Regions from separate parts of the Mus musculus genome. Here region 1 is linked to region 2. Evidence: chromatin contacts called from public Hi-C data. All regions are on one chromosome and are shown on one strand. Each heading gives the region's core, a stretch centred on a gene start, on an enhancer-like site or on the middle of the called end of the contact. The rest is flanking DNA. Distances are from core to core; before and after follow the strand shown. Region 1 has its middle 71 kb from the start of Trmt9b. Region 2 holds the start of 5430403N17Rik (RIKEN cDNA 5430403N17 gene).

The links. A called contact is a pair of places that touch in the nucleus more often than the background predicts.
Region 1: a Hi-C map of embryonic stem cells shows a contact between it and region 2, with 2.8 times the contacts expected there. The contact joins the enhancer-like site here to the promoter of 5430403N17Rik in region 2. A contact is called at or near these places in 2 of 484 Hi-C or Micro-C datasets (the G1E-ER4 cell line and embryonic stem cells) and 3 of 115 datasets of contacts at active chromatin or transcription factors (embryonic stem cells and kidney).

Annotation. Positions count from the first base shown.
Region 1 is chr8:36,525,929-36,531,908 of GRCm38.p6, forward strand. No RefSeq gene overlaps it. Among named protein-coding and RNA genes, the nearest start is that of Trmt9b, 71 kb to the left of the region's middle. Within about 2 kb of position 2,428, at least 52 of the 459 cell types and tissues checked have an H3K27ac peak or open chromatin away from gene starts, as enhancers often do. A contact at or near this core is called in embryonic stem cells, where this site is marked.
Region 2 is chr8:35,881,033-35,886,819 of GRCm38.p6, forward strand. 5430403N17Rik (RIKEN cDNA 5430403N17 gene) reads right to left here and starts at 1,925. Exons shown (of 3, transcript NR_046181.1): 1 at 1,821-1,925.

The sequences.
Region 1 (5,980 bases), core at 1,178-3,677, 650 kb after region 2:
CTGCCTCCCAAATCTGGGATCAAAGGTGTGCACCACCACCACCTGGGAGAGGATCGAGGTTTCAGGAAGTGAAGATACAGAGAGGAAGAAGAGAGGCGTCCCTGACCAGGAATCAAACCTGGGCTGCAGCTGTGAGAGCACTGAATCCTAACCACTAGGCCGCCAGGGAGCATCCCTATATACTTAGTGGTTTTGTCCTTATATAGGGTTTAGAGATGTGTGGCTTTATCACATGGTGGAAGCAGCCACTATTACATGACTAGTGACATGGAAACTCCATTAAAGTGCACGAAGCATGTGCCATTTTTGTTTTGTTTTGTTTGTTTTTTGAGACAGGGAAAGTATAGCCCTGGCTGTCCTGGAACTCATTTTGTAGACCAGACTGGCCTCGAACTCAGAAATCCGCCTGCCTCTCAGAATCTGAGTTCTGGGATTAAAGGCGTTAGCCACTTTTCCATGATAGGTATCCATGACCAATGTCCTCCATTACTATGGCTCCATCAGCCTCCATTCACTGCTGCAGTCTGGTTCCTTCTTTCCTCTGTCCAGCCTACCACAAAACACCATTCCCCATGTTTTCGTTAAACAAAACTCAGGCTGAGCACACATTGCATAGCTGCTTGCTCCAGAAAATCTGGGTTCCCTAGGGCAAAAGCAACCATGAGCTGAAGAGCTCAGATATCAAGACTCAGACTTTGTCCATGAAAACAAGCTCCAGGACCCTAATTTACTGCATCAAACACAACAGAGCTATAACAGAAAGAAAAAAATGTGGATGGACCACAGTACTGGCTGGTTTTGGTGTCAATTTGACACAAGCTAGAGTGGTTAGAGAGGAAGGAGTTTCAGTTGAGCAAATTCCTCTATGAGATCCAGCTGTAGGGCATTTTCTCAATTAGTGATCAATGGGGGAGGGAGGGCCCACCCTATTGTGGGTGGTGCCATCCCCAGGCTGGTGGTCCTGGGTTCTCTAAGAAAGCAAGCTGAGCATCCACTAAGAAAGCAAGCTGAGCAAGTCATGGGGAGCAAGCCAGTAAGCAGCACCCCTTCATAGTCTCTGCATCAGCTCCTGCCTCTAAGTTCTAGCCCTTGCTTGAGTTCCTGTCCTAACTGCCTCCAATGATGGACTATGATCTGGAAATGTAAGCCAAATAAACCCTTTCTTTCCCACCTTGCTTTTTGGTCTTGGTTTTTTTTTTTTTTTTCCCAGCATCTGAAACTCTAAGACCACACCCAAAGCCACCTTGCAACATGTACCTTAAACCCACTTGTCCTGGACCTGTTGTATAAATACTAGAAGTTGGTTTTCTTTCTTTCCGGGGGAGGGGGGGGGTTGTTTGAGACATTATTGGAAGTAAAGTTCACTTCCTACAGGGAATGGAAATAAGGTTGGTTTTGTTCAATTGATACATTTTGTAGTCAGTGAGCAGCCAACATTTTCCTGGGAAAATGTTGTTAGGGTGGAAGCTTGGGCTAGAGGCTAGGCCATTTCATCTTCAGTGGGCTAATTAAGGAGGCAAAGAAGTGACTACGAAAGCAGAAAAAAAAAAAAAAGGAGATTTATTCAGCATGGCCATTTGGGGAAGAACAAAGAGGCCAGGTGACATCCCCTAAAAAACACCTTTGTGGTGATAACAAGGTGTGGGCTTAAACAACTGGCAAGTGATGTTCATAACTAAGCAGTCTCCATCCAGGTGTGGTCCTGGCCACCACACACCCACCTCTACCTAGGCTTCAGTTTCTCCTTTAAGTTGTTAGTGCTGTGTGAAATCTCTTTCCAGGGGACAACTTCCTCCTCTGGTTGGCACCAGGCTACAGCTTTTTCCGCCTCCCAGCATGAGATTCCTGGGGAAATTCCAATTTCTTGGGGTCCATTGTTTCAACAGTCTGTTAGCAAGCGGGAGGGGGTATTAGAATGTGTTTAGAATGTCTTTTATTCCTTCCAGGAAGCGTAAAGCATATCCAACACACAATGCTGCAAATATTTATCTGTGTGGCGGACACTTCCTCAGCTCCCTGCTCCATCCTGCACACAGGCACAGACGGACACATCCTGCACTAGGTCCAGGAGGCCTTGGCTAAACCCAAAGACAACTGAATAAAGACATTACTTGAGAGCAATCGAATGCAGTGAGAGGCCCGAGTGTAGCCTGCATCAGAGGAGCCATAAATATTGACAGGAAGAAAGAACATGGGTCTTGTGGTCGCTGCACTCTGAGCCCAAGCCAAGAGGAAGCTCTTTTCTATCCCTCCCCCACCTCCTCTGCAAGGATCAACACTATTCCATCAAATCCACCCCGAGTACCAGCCGCACACAGAGTTTGCAAACACTAGAGAGAATGGAGGGAAGCCGGAGCCTGAGGCAGGAGGCAGGAGGAAAGCTGCACTAAGGACCAGGAAGTGTTGAGAGAGCGGTCCTGAGGGAAGGCATTTCCCATCAGCCTGCAGAAAAAGAATCCAGCACTCCTGTCCCCTCCTGCCTGCCCCAGCAATGCCCTCCACTCCCTGAAGGCACGAATTCCCTGGAGAAGCCCCGTTTCCTGAGCAGATGGTTCTGCAGCATTTCAGAGGTGGAATGTAAGGCTTAAGCTGAAAGCTAAAGGCTATCTCATACATCCTGTGTGTGCTTAGATAGCCATTGTTTGTCCTTGGTCAGGCAATGTTTACGATGTATAAATATTTAAGCGTGTAATATACGTAATACTGGCTTGGGTATCTTAGAGTGATAATGTTTGCATCCACCCACTGTAGAGATTAGGTCCTAGCCAAGAATGTCTCAATTAAAAGTTATACTTCACATACTGCTGGCTGCAGATGAGAGGCAGGATGGAGAGCCATGCACAATTCCCCATAAGGGGCCCTTCGAAGTAAGAGGACAGCAGTGACAGAAAAGGACAGAGCTGTGGGTTAAGGGTTTTTAGCAGTCCACATGACAGGGTGATTCTAATATATATAAATTCAAATATAGAGAGCAGGAAAGACCCTCATACCAGAAGGCACACACACATACATGTTCTTAACACTTCCTCATAGCCCATACATGGAAATTACCTAGACATTCACCAAAGGTCAGACAGGAAAGTGAATTGAAGTGTATTTGGATAGTTTAATGTAACAGAGCGGGAACAACTCGCTGCCACACTTAATATTAAGAGTAAATCCCACAAGTATGGTTTAAGTGGAAGAAACCAGAGCCAAACACTGACAGAATTAATACAAACTGAAAAAGTCAGCAGTACATCTCCTCAGGCAATGGGGCTGCGGCTGCGGAGAGTCCTACTTGCCTAGTCTGACTGTGGGAATATGGGTACGCCATTTGTGAATTCAAGGGTATACTTTGATGGCTGTATTTATATGTGAGTGCATGCCCTCATATGTGTGCATGTGTGTTTGTGTGTATATACAACTATACATACATATATAACATGTAACGCATTTATGAAATGCTCTTAAAATTTAAGAAAAGATTCCATATAAGTTTAAAAGGGAGAGAGCAGAAAATTCAGAGAAATAGAATATGTGGCTATAAATCACTTGAATGTTAGTATAAGATATGATTGTTTTCTAACTATTTCATACCCCTTAAATATGTTAAACCCCATAAGGTAAAGAATAGTCCATACCTCAGTCACCTTTGTGTCCTCTGAATGCCCAGAAGAGTCACACAGTGGCTGTTCAGAAAATACATACATTATAAAATATTTGAAGCTTGGCGGTAGCACCACACTCCTTTAATCCCAGCACTTAGGAAGCAGAAGCAGGCAGATTTCTGAGTTCGAGGCCAGCCTGGTCTACAGAGTGAGTTCCAGGACAGCCAGGGCTACACAGAGAAACCATGTCTCAAAAAACCAAACCAAACCAAAACAAAAACAAAAACAAAAACAACGACTGAGTCGGAGGGAAGGAGAGAGAAATTAGAATTTTGTGTTTATAGCCAAGTTCTTTTTGGTAAATAGAATGATTAAATAAATATTTACAGTGAAAAATTGATAGAGGCAAAAGGACTTTCTGGGTGGCTGGCTGTGGGCCGCTTAGAAGCAAGAACTAAGAAAGGCAAACCCATGCAGGACAGTATTAAATGTGGATTCTTAGTGAAGTGGTAGTAATAATTTGTTGCTATCCCAAACACAGCAACTTAAGACCATAACCATCTATTCTTTCAACAATGTCTGAGGATTACTTCTGAATGTGAGTTAGCCTCAGGGTTCCCTTTCGAGCCTTCTCTCCAGGGCGAAGTCTTAAATAAAGAGCACACATTAGGAGATGGAGCCATAGCAGGGTTAAGAACACTTAGCTGCTATTGTAGAGGAACAGGGTTCGGTTCCCCGCATCTACGAGGCAGCTCACAGTACCTATAACTCCAGTTCCAGAGGATCAGATAACCTCTCTGACCTCTATGGGTACCAAGGAGGCATACGATGCTCATACATATGGCATATAGTCAACGCATTCAGCAACGCATTCAGGTTTTCTGCTACCCAGCACTAAGATTTGTAATGCACTGGCCATCACACATGGCTTTTAATGCCTAGGCTACCACATATGGCTTTTAATGCATGCACCACCACACACGGCTTTTAATGTGGCCTCTGGAGAATTGAACTCAGGTCTTTATCTTTGTGTGGTAGGCGATTTATTGATAAAGCTATCAGTCCAGACCAAAAATGTAGTTGTAGTAGTAGCAATAGAAATAATAATAATAATAATAATAATAATAATAATAATAAATAACAACAACTTTCCTAATACTTTCCAGCAGCTTTCTGAGCACATGACAGACAGACAGACAGACAGACAGACAGACAGACAGATATGCCCCCTCCTGCAGCTTGAATCCCTTCCACTTTGGTTTGTAAAATGTGATCAACTACAAAGGCCCCCTACACTGTACATGGTGTTCTGATTAATCCAACACCATTAGCCTATGCCAACTTTGTTTTCTGTTATCTTCTTTTCCAAATTGTAAACACGAAGGGGAGAGTAAATTATCATAGTATTCATCTCATGGAGTTTTATGAGCCTAAAGGTTTTAAAATATTAAATAAAAAGTTAAATATGAGCCGGGCGTGGTGGCGCACGCCTTTAATCCCAGCACTCTGGAGGCAGAGGCAGGTGGATTTCTGAGTTCGAGGCCAGCCTGGTCTACAAAGTGAGTGCCAGGACAGCCAGGGCTACACAGAGAAACCCTGTCTCGAAAAAACCAAAAAAAAAAAAAAGTTAAATATGGCCAAATTATAAAGCCCTATCAAAAACATCCCAATGCCCAGTAAGCGACAACAACCCTGTGTGTTTACACCAGGACACAGTGACCTCTTGGAAAACGGAAAGTCACACATAGCTGAAAAGTGTACTGTTGGTATCATAAATCATACTGGGGCTGGCAGAAGGTTTTATAAAGATTGAGAAGGTTTCTTGGAAATATTTACACCTAAGAAACAGAAAAAGCAAACAGAAAAATTGAGGCTGATCAGAAAGTAAACAACCACCATGTTCTTACACAGGAGCGTAATTACCAACAGCATCCTATACTAAGAACACAAAAATCACCCTGAAAAATTAGAAACAGAACAGAACCCCGGTGGAGCGACAGGAACAGCAATCTACCCACAAAGCTTTTGACCCAAGGATAAGTCCTGTCTACAAGAAATGCAGGGGCTGGGGATGGAGCAGAGGCTGAGGGAATGGCCAACCGACAACCAGCCCAGCTTGAGACCCACCCCATAGATAAGCACCAATCCGAGCTAGAGAAATGGCTCAGCGGTTAAGAACACACTGACTACTGCTCTTCCAAAGGTTCTAGGTTCAAATCCCAGCAACCACATGATGGCTCACAACCATCTGTAATGAGATCTGATGCCCTCTTCTGGAGTGTCAGCTCCAGTGTACTAAGATAAGCACCAATCCCTGACACTATTAATGATACTCTGTTATGCTTGTAGACAGGATTCTAATATAAGTGTCCTCTGAGAGGCTCCACCCA
Region 2 (5,787 bases), core at 675-3,174:
ATCATCATGGCAGCACACATGATGCTGGAGTAGTAGGCTGAGTGCTACATCCTGATCCATAGGCAGAGAGAGAGAGAGAGAGAGAGAGAGAGAGAGAGAGAGAGAGAGAGAACCACACCTTCTAATTCTCAAATAATACCACTGGTGATAACAGTACAAATACATGAGCTTATATTGGGGGGGGGGTGCTATTCTCATTCAAAGTACCAGAAAGACTGTGGAGAAGTCCCCTCCATGTTGCACATATTTTATTATTTGAAGACAGAACCCATTGGGGCTCTGTTATAGAGCTCTGTAACCTTCATCTTTCCTTTCTGGAGATGGTACCCTTTTTGAGAAAGCAAATATGAAGGGCTAAGACAGAAGGATATGAGGAAAGGGAGTTAGGGAACCTCAAAAAAGTGTAGATACTAAGCCCTTGATCCTTGCATTCATCAACCAAATCAACCAAATCAAAATTCCTGAGTGGATGGAGTCCTTGCCTAGCATGTGTGTGGTTCCAGGGTTTATTTCTCATTGCCCAAACTATTTACAACATTTCACACCTCTCTGTATTTTTCAATACCACACTACTGTTTGCTTCCAGCTGATGGCTTTCTCGGGTCTCCTTCATATCCAGGTTCTACTTATGAGTCTGGATGGAGAAGGAAGACATTGGTTTTGTCTACATATTGTGGGGGTGGGGAGAGAGGGAAGTTTCACTTGAGTATCATTTGGGGAGGAGGTGATATCAGATGTAGTGGCATTGCCTCATGGAACTTTCTCCACCTCACTGGAACCAGCACGGTGTGAATGGCCACCCATTAAAAGCTAGAGGAGGGACTGACCCCAGAGTGGAACTGTAAGGGAATCAGACCAGCACTGCCACACCCTCTCCTATTCCCCCAGGAAGATGTGGGAGGAAAAACCTGAACACAAAGGGTTGTGTGCACATCTGGGAGTTGGAAGGATGCTGGCTAGAGGCGGGGTGGAAGGAAGGTGAGGCAGCTGTGACTCACTCTGAAAGAATGGGGGTGTTGGAGCTTATACATTGTCAAGGACTAGAAAACGAACTCAGATGACCTTAGATTTAGCTAATGGGAACATTGATTTCCTTTATGAAATTCAGCCAAATACATTTAACTTCTACTTCAACATTGCCAGCAAGTATTTTTCAGTTCTTATCGTAAAGTCCGTTTTTCTTCCCCACTGGGTCACTGTTTGATTTCATACCCTAGGACATATTTTACATACCAAAGCAGACCTGGTGTCCATGTTCTCCCAGCATCCCTCAGTCCCTACATGGCATGCCCTGCTCCCAACCCGGAACTTTTCAGCCCAGTGACTGGGCTGCCCTTCTGTCAGAGGCTCTTCCCTATGTAATCCAGACATTTTGGTCTCTCCTTTCTCTCCTTCTCTTTCTCTGAGTTTTCTCTTCCCCCTCTGCTCTCTTTCCCTTTCCATGGTGACTTTTATGGCCTCAGTCATTGGGGCCAGTGAACACACCTGACAGCAGCTTTGCAATAAACCTGTGTTTGTGTATATATATATATATACACACACACACATCTAAATCTGACTTTAATTGGCTAATTTCACCAAAGGAGAAATAGCATGTCACTCGCCTTTGGAGTTTTTTAGCTGCCCCTTTAAAAAAACTTCATCCAGTGATAATGTCTTAATTCAACAAGGTACCCAGCTGTTAATTATACTGCTCATAAACATGTCTTCCTTTCCTTTTCAGAGAAATGAAGGGAAAATGATGACCATCCTCCTTCTAGAGTCAGCCTTATAGCACAGCTGTGTGCATTCCCCCTCGGGCCACCTGCCCCCAGGCTTACCTGTCCACCCAGCATTCAGCGAAGCCCAGTGTTACCATTGTCAGCAGCAGAAAGTTGGAAGAACTAACTCAGTTAACAACACAAAGGGAAAGCAGATTCTTTGTTAGCTCTCCTGGCTGTGTTGCATCATAATTACAGTTTTATGCAGCCTCCGAATTCTTTTTATTCCCCTTAGGCGACGACGGCGTGGAAAGCAAACGTTTCTTTCTTTTTTCTTTTCTTTTTTTTTTTTTTTTAATGTTTCAGTGTTAATACGTGTACAGACCCTGTGAGCTGACAATTATTAGCAAATAAAGAATAGTTTATTATCTAACCTAGTTATTGTGGTCATATTTCATATCACAACAGGACAGTTTCACTGTCCTTCTTCCAAGGAGGCTGTAGGGGAAAAAAAAAACCCACATCTCGGTAGTTTGAGAGATGGGATGCAGTGAGCGTCCCTGGCTGCCTGCCATTTCCCTTCTCCTGCTCCCATCCACCCCCCACCCTAATGAATATTCAGCCTGCATCCTTCCACCGGGAGCCTGAATTGGATGCTTCCTGTTTTTCTTACCAAAGATTGACTGTTGTCCTGGGGGAAAGGGATTGTTTATGAGGATTTGCAGCTGGGAAGTCCTGTTTGTTTATTTATTTATTTATTTTAAAATTATGATCCTGACCCTGGAGACAACATATATTTCATAGTTTCCAGTAGTGCCTTGTGTGTTTGGACAGGTTGGTTACTGCTGTCTGCGCCTCCTTTTGTCATGGTGAGCAATTCAAAGGCAGGCAATGGCACTTATTAATTCCTTTCTTTAGGGTGCCTACCACAATGCTCAGATCAAAACAGAAGCTAAGTCAAATTTGTTAGATGAATAGGCATTCCTAAATCTTCTAGAAAGAGGCAATCTTAATCATCCAGCCATAAGGCTAAGAAAAGGGGAAGGTGAGATAATACTCGTGTGTGTGTGTGTGTGTGTGTGTGTGTGTGTGTGTGTGTGTGTGTGTCTGTGTGTCTCTGTGTGTGTGTGTGTGTCTGTGTGTGTGTGTGTCTCTGTGTGTGTGTGTGTGTCTGTGTGTGTGTGTTCTTTTCTTTCTGGCAAAGCTTTGAATACAATGGCATACTACAGGGGTTCAGTTTTTTTGTGTGTTTGTTTTCCTTTCAACAGTGGGTTTTTCCATACTTCGCCTGGTGTTTCTTACAGGTGTGCTTTGCTGCATGGTAAGTCTGTGGATAACAAGCTGCATGGTTTGTTGTGTGGTTGGCAAATTATTAGCGGATGTTAGGTACACCCTTGCTCCTTGTTACGGGGTAGCCTGGGACATTATAGAAAGTTGACAATCCAGTGATGGTTTGGTTGTTTTACAGAACTTATGGGTGAAAGCATATTTGAAGGTATGATTCCACTGAAGTCGTTTACAGGCAAGTGAGCACGGGCTATTTAAGACAGATAGCCTTTTAGTGGATGATTTAGACTTCTTCGGAGGGAAGGTCTGGAGGCCTTTCAGAGCTGAAAGATCCTGGAGTCGGCTGAGCTGTTAAGGATGGTGTTCACACTTGTCATCTGGGAGAGGAGATATAAACACTTTTTTCTTTTTTCTTTTAAGGCTTTAAATGCACATTATAAACATGAATCCTTAAACTAAATCCAGCAAATAGATACAATTAGCATTTACCAAAAACACTTTAATGGCTTCCTGCTGGCCAAGGAATGAATCCCCAGGTTGTCTCTGCCTTCAGTTCCACCCTTTCTGGAGCACCAATCTCCAGTTACAGAGAACTAATATAGGTTTTGAGCTTCCCAGGAATTCTCTTCCCTTTAGGCCTCCGTCTACAGGACTACACTGGTCCTTCCACAAACACTTCTCCGTGCCCACCATCCCTCCCAACTCTTGGCCCTCCTCTGCATACAGAAAGTGTACGGTCCTCTCCTGGCAACAGCTTCCTGATTCCTACCCCCCCCTTTGGGTGCCTTGCTGTTGCCAAGAGACCGAGAGCTCCCAGCACAAACATTTTCAGAATAACTGCAGCTTTTCTGGTTATTTTAGATATAATTTTTAAAAAGTTGAGTTCAGGGCTGTTCTTCTCGAGGTGCTCACGGGTGTCTTTCTGTTTAAATGTTTGAACTGATACAGGGTCAGAAGGAGCTGTCAAAGTTGTTTAGAAGGAGAGGCCAGAGTAAGCTTGTGCAACTTCTTGAAGTGCAGCTCAGTCTACTTTTGTTAAACCATCTTAGCCATCCAAGGAAAAAGCACACCATGCTGCCATCTTGGATTTCTTTTTCTTCTTCTGGATATTTTAACATAACTACTAGTAGCTTGACCATACCAGATTCCATTATGAGAAATTACTAGGATATTGCATGACCTTTCTGATTATACTATAAACTGTCTCTTGCATAGTATTGCTTCAGTGCTTCAGAAGGAACTGGCTTATGACAGTGTGGTTTTAATCATGTTAGATGTTTGTTATGCTTAATAATGTCTGAATCAGGAGTGCAGAAAGAGAGTAGATACAGAAGACCATGCCCTGTTAATGTGATAATAACTCTCAGGAGTTCAGTGTTCCTATTGTACATTGGGCAGTGGGGACATTGTCGGCTTCCTCATAGGGTGATTGGGAAGGGTAGAATGTAGTCACTGGTTTTTGTGTGTGTGTGTGTGGGGGGGCTGTTAACAAACATCAGACAGAAACAGGTCACAGAGAGGAAATATTTACCTTGGCTCACAGTTTCAGGGGGATTTTGTCGACTGTGGCTGTTGCCATTGATTTGGGGCCTACAGTGTGGCAGGACAATCTTAGCAGCAGGAACATGTGGAACAGAGCCCTTAAACTCACGGCAGCCAGGAAGCCCAGAAAGACAGGTTTCTAGAAGGGGCAAGAGAAAGATCTATCCACATCTTTCTCTTTGATATCTAAGAACATCACTCCAGGGCCCCACTTCCTCCAACGAGGAGTCAGCTCCTCCCTGTTATCGCCTCCCAATAATGCTGTCATTGTTAGACTCCCTTCATTGCATTGTATTGTGTGAGTGCAAAGGATTCATCTATTAGGTCCAACTAGGCCCAAGGACCTGTCTCTAGAAACATCTTCACAGACACACCCACAGCTCTATTTCTCTCATCTGGGCATTTATCTTAGTCCAGTCAAGTTGATTAATCAAGATTCACCACCACAGAGTGTGTCTGGTGTTACCTAGGCCTCAGAGTTAAAAGCTCAGCAAAGGTTAGCTATTATCTCATTGTATACACCAGAGGTGCCCTCTAGACTTCTGCACTGGTCAGATTAACCTCTACTGGGTACCTCAACAGTTATAGTGGTTACAGGACAGTAAATTAATGTCACTGCTTTCCCTTCCTATTAGCTAGAAAGGTAGATCAGGCTTCGAAGGTCCCGCCCACAGGTACTCTATGGCAGAGGTATGGCTTCTTGGAATTTTGAAGCCCAGTGGGTCATAACTCAGTATGGATCAGACTTGCCCTTACCTTTTTCTTCCATTGTGGGTGCTTCTGTGTGTTCTTCATGGTGACTCGGATGACCATCTCCCCTGACCCTGCAGGCTATGAACTTACATCCTTAGGTCCTCATGCCTGAGTGTATTGCCCATTCCAGGAATGTTTTGTGGGGAGGGGCATACAGATGTCAAACAGTCATTTTCAAAGGGGACAGATGAGAAATGAACTAATTCTAAGTCTTAAATTCACTTTTATGACCATGGGAAAAGTAGGAGATGGAACAGTAGTACATTTTTTCTTCATAGTAAACAACCTAACCAATTGACAGATGTTTATGTAACTACACAGCTCCTGTCAAGGCTTAGTTGAGTCCTTGATGTCATTGTCTCCTTTTGGGTTGCTGCTTAGCAACCTTGAGTCTATCAAGTGGCATTATTTGAGCCTTAGTGATCAAAGCTATGGTGGACAAACTTCTATTGAATCTTCTGCATATAAAATAACTAGAGAAGCTTCATACATACAGAGTTTCATT